2 separate regions of the Rattus norvegicus genome follow, and region 2 is linked to region 1. Evidence: chromatin contacts called from public Hi-C data. All regions are on one chromosome and are shown on one strand. Each heading gives the region's core, a stretch centred on a gene start, on an enhancer-like site or on the middle of the called end of the contact. The rest is flanking DNA. Distances are from core to core; before and after follow the strand shown.

Region 1 (4,497 bases), core at 969-3,468:
ACGAACTAGCCCTAAGAATCGCTACACCGAATTTAAAAGTCTCCTTTCGGCAAAGGGCGCTATCGGTGGAGCACAGAGAGCCCACAGGACAGAACATCTTTACCAGCCGTACTTCAGACATGGAGCTGACATACAGGGCTGCAGAACTTAAATACTGAGGAAATAAAAGTGCCGATCAACAACTGGGCTAATGGACTGAGTCCACAGTTTTCTAAAAAAGGCACAAATGACTACCAGCTCCTTTTTAAAAGTCACCAGAGAAATGCAAATTAAAAGTACTTTGAGGAACCACCTCAACCCAGTCAAGAGACTACCATCAAGTCTGACTACAAATGTTGACAAGGACGTAAGGAAAGGGAAACCCTTATTCATTGCTGGTGTGGTGCAAATTAATATAGCCACTATGGAAATCAATATAGAGAATCCTCAAAAAAAAATAAAAATATAACACCATATGATCCATTATCCCACTCCTGGGCATAGATCCAGGGAACTCTATACCCTGCCATTGAGATGTTGGCATATCTGTTTATTGCTGCTTTATTCATGATAGCAAGGAATGGGAACAAGCTAGATATCCATCAACAGATGAATAGTTAATAAAAACCCGGCCAAGCCTAGAATAAAATTATTCATCTCTAAAGAAATTGAAATTTGCAGGGACATGGATGGACTTAGAATGCATAATATTAAACAAGGTCACCTGACCTAGAAAGGAAAAAAAGTTCTCTCTCATAGGTAGATCCTAACCTATAACATATACATACATGTATGTAAACAAACATACGTGTAGTACAGGATAACATATAGGAAGGAGACCTTCCAAGGCTGATAGAAGATGAGGAGGAAGCAGGAGTCCTTCAAAAGGATGGAAACTGTTTGCTTGTTTGCTTGTTTGTTTTTAGTTTTAATTCTACTCTGGTTCTCTCCCTCACTCTCCCACCTCTCCATAGCTTCAAAAAAAAACTTTGACAATGAAATGTCTAATTGTATAACCCTAAGCAAAAGCCCCATTTCCAAATGGCCATGCTAACTATATTAAAGTTCTTTGAGGCATCCAGAATTTGGATTGGGCAAGTGTGTTCTTGAGTGTCAACCTTGTTTTTGTGTGTCCACTAAAAGAGATTTTATTTAGAAAGGAGGACGAGATTGCAGTTGGTGCCCTACCACCTAGACAGCTAAGGAGAGTGAAGAGAGTCCATTTTACCACCCATGCTGCCTTGTGTCTTAGGCAACCTCCAGACCAAGGAATAATAATTGTGAGAGCATTTCCATCTTCGCTGAACTCTCTTGTATCAAAGGGGATCCCCACTGCTCGGCCAACACCTTCCAGTTGCCTTTCACTCCACCTGAGTCCTAAAGCTCACTCACACTATGGCTCCCTCCTCCTGCTTGCCCTCCTCAGATGTCTGTGGTCTCCCAAACCCTTCACACATAAGCACAACTTTTCCCCCCAGCTGCTGCTCCTCCCACCTGACTTTATTCCTCCTGTGGCTGGTAACTCTCTCTTCCCTCCTGAAGTAAATCTCTTTCACCTTTCTGGCCCCTGTTCCAATCACCACCACTGTATTTTTATATTTGTGGCAGAAGTTTAATAGGTGGGGATGCAGGGGACTTCTTTGCAGCCGCCAGAATGCCCCAGAGAAAGATTTGTTTCCTTGTGGTCTAAGCAGCAACTGCTTCTAGGCCTGGTGGCCAAGTTTCTTTCTGATAGCTCCCACATTTTAGAGCACCTCTCACTCTAAAAGCCTAAAACCGGCATCATCAAAGTTTTGTAGAACTCCATCTTCTCTAATTTCCAATTTGTCCATAGCAAAACTAACCCTGTATCCTGCAAGGTGTCCAGCTACAAGAACACTGTTTGTTTTTTTTAATGCCATCTTCCCCTTGGTATTTCCCATAGGGCAAGGGCCCTGGTCCAGAAAATGGAATGGATTCACATGTTATTATACTTAATATTTATTAAAATAAATTTGAACATGCATAAATTTCCTAAAGCATTTTTAGTCCTGGAACCATGAGGCAAGTCATGAAACCTATAGCGTACACAGCCGCCATGCAAGGGGGTCACCAGAAAGCCCTTCTCGCAGAACGTTTGCCAAGAATATTGGGGAGAAAAAGGCCTTCGTTTTTTCCTTTACTTCGACTCAGACTCAACCCAGAGCCCATTCTGGCATCTGAAGAGTTAATCTGCTGCCATCTAGTGGCTCTCGGCCAATGTGCAGCACACTCAACTCTCAGGAGACTGATGTGGTTGACTCGATTGGAGGTGGGGTTCCTAGATGTAGGGGCGGGTCTCGTCCGTCCGTCTCAGAGGATACTGATGGAGCCTTTTTTGAAAATCAATCTGTCTCTGTGTGTCTCTCTGTGTCTCTGTGTGTGTGTCTGTGTCCGTGTGTGTGTGTGTGTGTGTGTGTGTGTGTGTCTGTCTGTCTGTCTGTCTGTCTCTGTCTCTGTCTCTGTCTCTCTCTGTCTCTCTCCCACCCCACCCCGTCTCTTCCCCCTCTCTGTCTCTCCACCCACCCACCCACCCCACCCCCCTTCTCTGAGGCAAATAGGGCCTGTTTCCTGCCGACCTGAAGCAGCGCAGTGATGCAGGCTGGGATCTCTTGCAAGTTTTCCGCTGTGGGGTGCCGCAACAGCTGTGACCCTTTCTTGATTTTGATGTAGACTTCAAGGGCGCCGTCCCCAGCAGGGGAACATTTTTACCTCAGGAGCCTATTCACTTTGGTAGCCTTGGCAGGGAAAGTTCCAGAAGCTTTGATTACACAAATACCTCTGCTAGGTACAGGCTCGGTCTTGGCAACCTGGGGAGAGAGAATGTGCACGTAGGCTGATTAAACCAAACGACCTGTTTCCTTTGCCGGGGCTGGGGGCTGGGGGTCTTCAGCTTGGAAATGATGTTTTTCCTTAGCTGCGTTGCCTGGAGACTTGGAGGGTTTAATTAGGGCTGGGGAGGGTTTTTGGCTTCTGCAGCTGCCTTCTCTCCCCCAGGGTTGCAGAATGAGAATGTGTGTGTGTGTGTGTGTGTGTGTGTGTGTGTGTGTGTGTGTGTGTGTGTGTGTGTGTGTGTGTGTGTGATGTGCGAAACAGGGAGGGGGAGAGTGGGAAGGAGAGAGAGAGAGAGAGAGAGAGAGAGAGAGAGAGAGAGAGAGATTGGGAAGTGAAGTGAATTCAGTACTGAAAAGCATGTGTTTCCTTTGGGTTCTGTTGATTTCACTTAGTAACTTAACCTTCCAAACCACACTGAGACTCGGTGGATTCTGTGTCACACTCTGGAATCAGGACAGCCACTGGACGTTGTAACTTTCTTCCTTCCATCTAGGGCTGCACTTTGGAACTTGTCTAAACATTCCCAAGCAGGAACAGTGCCCTGGGTCAGTGTCTCTCTGACTGTGAGTTCCAAGGAAGAAGCAGGGAAGCCTAGGTTGGGAGAAAGCAGCCAATTATATAAAACCACAGTTTTCATCCTTCGTGATACAGTGTGCTGTGTTACTCCTCAGCAGAATTTTCTCACTTGCTTTTCTGTAGCATGTATATGGTTACAGTACTTATTTTTCAATAGTGTTCCGGTTATAAAAGGATTAAATACTTAAGTATAACCTCTCATGCCCAAAGCCAGACTTTCTAGCAGTGGTCAGGGAAGATTTGGCTGCTCTATCTCCTGTGTGGAGTGCCCACAAACAGACTAAAAATGTTTTTGCCACTTTCCCAGAGTAGCCTGGGCAGACTTTTCCTTGGGGTGGGAGGAGGGTAATAAGGGGAGAGTGTTCCCCTCGCTCCCTAGCTGCTGTTTCGCTGTCAATTTTAGCTGTGCCTTGACTTACAGATCCGTGGCTCCCATCTCTGCTTTCACATGCATAACCTTCCCTGTATGTCGCCGGGCCCAACTCTTACATTTGTGTACCTCACTGATACTGGCTTAAGGCATACTCCAACGCGCTGGGTCTAAATGGTCCCTGAAAGGACTGGTCTCTGAATGACAACGCATTCAGAAGTCCTTGAATTAAACATTCCACTTAGCTTTGAACAAGCAACATCAGCCTTCATGTTAGGCAAAGCACAGCTACATGTACTTGGTGCTCTGGTAGAACTCAAGAGAGAACACATTTTTTTTAAGATTTATTTTTGTTGCATGTGTCAAATCAGGCTGGATGGAGGCTACATGAAGGTTAAAGGAAGACGGGCCTCCCCAGAGACAGAATGTTCCCTTGAGTCAAAACAGCTGAAGGGCCACGGTCTCTGTAGAAGCGGAGTCTGCAGTGCACACATTGTACGCAGTGCCTCAGGTTTTTATTGACTAGAAAAGGGGGAACGTGGGGAATGGAAGATTCTCCAGTCGTCTCTAAGTGCTTGATACTATTGTCAGAATGTCTGTTGGCCCCCTTATTAGAAGCATCAGGAACCTCACAGCCCATAGGCTCATCACAGAAGTCAGCCTTCCAGCCCAGGGTCTCTCAGTCCACTTGAGGCGTTTAAGTCATTGCCCCTTCAGCA
Region 2 (4,497 bases), core at 1,188-3,687, 72 kb after region 1:
GAGGACCAGTGAAGAGATCTGAGGGTATTTCCAAGAAGTGACATGACTTGGAAACTAAACGTGAGAAGTTGGGGAGAGGGGTCTCAAGCACATCTCCAGGTTTCTAGCTTAAGCAAGTGAGTGAATCAAGTCTGCTGAATACAGCTTGTTTCTCCAACCCTTAAGCATACACTAGAGCACACACGGGTACCTGAAACTTTCTCAGTTCAGTCTTCAGAGGGTGTTGGTCCTGTGCTTGAGCTCATGCCGGGACATAAGAGTTTCCATCTATGTGCTCATCAAACCTTCATTACTAGAAGACTCTCCCTGAACTATGGAAAAGTCACATGTGAACATAACCTTGAAGATTTTCCTTTCCACTCTACAGACATATTTAGAGATGCCTGCCAATGGAACAAGAACCCAAGAAAAAACAAGGCGGCCCTTTGGGACCATTTAAGAACCAGGTGTGTTTCCTTATCATCACATAGAGTTGTCCGGGCATCTCTGATGTGATGGCTACGAGATCCTGGCCTGAGCAAAGAATATATTCTCTCAGGGAAGAAAGGGGGAGGGAGGGAGAAGGAGAGGAAGGGAAAGGAGAGGAGAGGGGAGAGGGAGAGGAAGAGAGAGGGAAAGGGAGAGAGAGATCAGCATAGCACATGATATGTCAAGCACTTTGTCACATTGAACTTATGACAGGATTATTGACTCCACAGGGGTACCCAAGCACAGATAGACTGGAGAGGGTGTGTTTGAAAGAAGTCTTAAAAGAGACCTAAAGTTTGCTAATCAAGAGAAGATGAGGAGAAATTCTAAGAGGGGGCAACAGCCCTGTGAAAGCAGAAGGGTGGCTGAGTGGAAGGTCCTGAATCCATGTTGGCAATGAAAATCTGACTTCTGCTTCTCCTATGGAACCTGTAAAACTCTAACCAGTGTGCAGTAGACACTTACCACCTGCCCTAGAAAATTCTAGTTTGGAGGCCCAAATACAGATAAACAGAGGGCCTCTAACTGCAACCGTGATCTCATGGGCTCTGTGTTTACCTCCTGTGTTTATCTCCTGGAGTTGGAAGAGCCTCTCTCTCAAAAGTCATTCTAGGTGGACACTTGACCACTCCTAGAACCCGGATCTTCTAGAGGGTCCAAGAAGATGTGCCAGTGGCTGTTCTTGTGGGCTGGAAAATGCAGACAAGAGAAGGACTGTAGAATTTAATCTCAGTCGGCAAGGCAAAGCAGTACCATTGCCCTGGTGTGACGGTGACCGCCATCAGAAAACAAAGAACGAAAGTGTGTGTGTGTGTGTGTGTGTGTGTGTGTGTGTGTGTGTGTGTGTGTGTGGTGTCCTTTAATTTTTAATAGCTATTCAGACAGTCCTTGGAGAGGGAATTGGCAGGTTCAGCGGGAGGCTACTCCCCCACCTGTCTCCAGGCACTGCAAACACAGCTGCAGAAGGAGACAGCCAAAGCTTCCAAGGAAAGAAATGGTGCGGAGAGCTGGGGTGGGAGGAGGACGCCTTTCACACAAGCCCACTGGGGACTGGGCCTGTCTAGCAACTGCAAAAACAAGCCAAGAGGACACAGTCGGCTCTCTATACAACTTCATGTTAAGTAAAATCCATTCAAAACCCAGCTCAACACCCGCTTCAAAATCATTGGTTTTTATTGGTTTTGTTCTTTTTTTTTTTTTTTTTTTTTTTTTTAATGTGAGAGCAAGGTAACCAGAGCTCTGGCAAGGCCATGGTCGGGTTTTGCTGCTTGAATCAAGATGAACCTTGAGGATTTACACGCTGTCCTAAGACTTGAAACCAAGTACACAAAACACAAACCTTCAAACCTTCCCGGTACAGTGCCTAGAAATGTCTTTATCTGTATTCCCCCAGGCTGAAAGTACACACACGGTTAGGTTAAAGTTCAACTCCCAAAGAAAAGGAGGAAGGGGGTGGGGGGGTGGAGAGAGGACAGAAACAGCGGAGTCTAAGAGACAGGGGGGAGGGGGAAGGATGGGGACTGGCGGGGGGTGCGGGGGGAGACAGAGAGAGACAGAGAATAGCAGCCCAGGCCAGATTTCAACTGTCCTGATGCAAATGTTAGCAATTCTACCGTGGCCAGGGGCTCGCCGCTCCCCCAAAGTAAGGCAGCAATTAGAAGGGGGGAAGAGGCCGTTTTAGAAGACGAAAACTAAAGCAAAGAGGTATTTTAGGTATCGTTTTAATCACAAAATAGCACGAATGTGGTCTGTGCCTGCGTGCTACACAAACGTCGATTTCAATACCACTGAACGCTAGTTTGAAAATTTCCATTTTTGTAATTTGCTTCCCTTTGTTAGGGCCAAGATTTGAGAGAAACCTGGCAGCGTCCCCAAGCCTGGCACGGGATCGCCTCAGACGCACTCGACTGCTCGGAAGGCGGAGCGGGAGGCACCGGACCCGGCGGTGGGCGGAGCCAGGCCAGTGGGGCCCGGCGCAGCGCCTTCCTCCAGGGCGTCTGGCGCCACCTACCGGCGACCAGGCAAGCGTCAGTGCGACCCCAAAGCAATCTGCCTTGAGATGCCCGGACCTGGTCCCAGGCACTAGCAACAACATTTCCAACAAAGGCCTGCACTCTGACCTAGGAATTGATCTAACTGCTTTACATAAACCCCACCTGAGGACAAAGGCAGTCCACGATCCCAGTATAGGCTCAGGGAAGAGTGTGTGCTCCGACAACTGTGGCATGATTGAACGGATGAATGAACGAGCCAACCAATCAAAGAATGAAACCAGCCTATCAAAGAACAGACACCTAATGAATTAAAAAAATGAAAAAAAAAATCTCAGTTACATTTACGTTTGTCAGACATTTTGTCGATGGCTAGTAAAGTCTACAGTAAGTCTGCACTGTACAGACTACTGCAGTACCCCCTCTCCAGTGTGCAGAGCAGTAAGTTACATCTGCCAAGTTCATCCCACAGCTTCCCTTTACAGGCGAGTAAAGACAGGTTTCTGAAAGTTAAATGCCTTTTCCTATGTCAGTTTGGTGGTCATAGACCTAGTTCAGACCTACATTTTACTGACCTGTTTGGTGTTTATTTTGTAAGGGAAGAGAGTCGTTTCCTCTTTCTGTAGGCTAGCCTGCCCTGACACATGTTCTTAGCTGACTGGTTAAAGGAGGTAACTGGCCCCACCAACTACCTGTGGTTGATCCCTGAGCTTCTGTCCCAGCTTTCTTCTCTGAGCCAAAGCAGCTGTTCATACAGCTGTTTGCTCCAAAAATCAAGCTAATGCCAACTGGCTTTAAAAAGTGAGTGTTTCTTAGAACCTAAAGTCTTTGAGCTTGTGTGTTTGTGAGCTTCAGGCAGGTGCATGTTCCTTGAATCAATACACGTTGATATCCAGTATTGATCCTATATAACCAATCTATTGCACTCCAAGGCGTGCAATAATGCAGCTACTGAGTTTCCCAGCAACAGCTATGTGTGAAGATAGTATCTATTGGCCGAAAGGGAACTCCCATTAGACGTTAACACCCACAAGTCTAATGTAAAGGGTCCGTCCAGCATGAGGCTGTGACTTCATTATGTCAGGGGACTATGATTCTGAGAATACTGGGATCTGAATCGCCAGATTCAGACCACAGCCCAGTGACCAAGTGGAAATCACATACTATGACCTCTGGAAGGATAGAAATGCATCCTAACTGTTGGTCGTGGTGGCGATAGTAGCCATGAATGAATATTAAGTACGTTCTACATTCCAGGCTCTGGGCTAACTACATGATGTATATAATCTGATTTGTCTTCACAAATGTGGGTCTCCATTTTTAATCCCATTTTCAGAATGAAATCATTGAAGCTCTGAGAGTTTGAGAGACTCACCTCTGTTACGGATCCCAGTGGTGGGGATCCTCCTGGAATCCTGACTCCGGCTCCTAACCTTTACATGATAGGATAAATCGCTCGCCCTGCACGGCCTCCATTCACTTCCCTATCTCCCGTGCAAAGCTTCACAGTGGGTCTCGTGTTTCTATTGCCAGTTAGTGAAGGCATAACGTGAATTGTTCCTTTTTCATAAGAGCCCTCTGAGGTCCACCCAGGTTCACACCTCCAGGGTCTCGTGGAGGGACTCAGTGGAAGTGATTCCCAACTGGAGGTCAATCTGACATCCCAGAGACATGTTGCAATGTCTGGGGGTGTTTTCATGGGCACGACTGTGGGCAGAAGGTGTTACCATCCCCTAGTAAGTAGAGGAAAGAGTAACTGTCAATTGTCTTAGGTAAACAATACAACTCACCACAAAAAATAGTAATAATTTTTAGCCCCAAATGTAGTATCTGAGTATTGACAAACTCTTACTTAGAAATCTAAAACAACACAGCCGAACATTAGCTGGAGCTCAGGGAACCCTCTAGAAGAAGAGGGAGGAAGGACTATAGGAGCCAGAGGCGTTAAGGCTACCACAATAAGACAGCCCATAGACTCAACTTTTTGGGGCTCATAGGCACTCGCAAAAACTGAAATGACAGTCAGGGAGTCTGTGCT

The links. A called contact is a pair of places that touch in the nucleus more often than the background predicts.
Region 2: a contact with region 1 is called in a Hi-C map of the A7r5 cell line, with 2.9 times the contacts expected there. The contact joins two enhancer-like sites. A contact is called at or near these places in 7 of 12 Hi-C or Micro-C datasets (the A7r5 cell line, Schwann cells, frontal cortex and 4 more).

The regions. Positions count from the first base shown.
Region 1 is chr5:118,027,828-118,032,324 of GRCr8, forward strand. No RefSeq gene overlaps it. Among named protein-coding and RNA genes, the nearest start is that of Rps18l5, 83 kb to the right of the region's middle. Within about 2 kb of position 2,219, at least 36 of the 93 cell types and tissues checked have an H3K27ac peak or open chromatin away from gene starts, as enhancers often do. A contact at or near this core is called in the A7r5 cell line, where this site is marked.
Region 2 is chr5:118,099,339-118,103,835 of GRCr8, forward strand. No RefSeq gene overlaps it. Among named protein-coding and RNA genes, the nearest start is that of Rps18l5, 11 kb to the right of the region's middle. Within about 2 kb of position 2,438, at least 56 of the 93 cell types and tissues checked have an H3K27ac peak or open chromatin away from gene starts, as enhancers often do. A contact at or near this core is called in the A7r5 cell line, where this site is marked.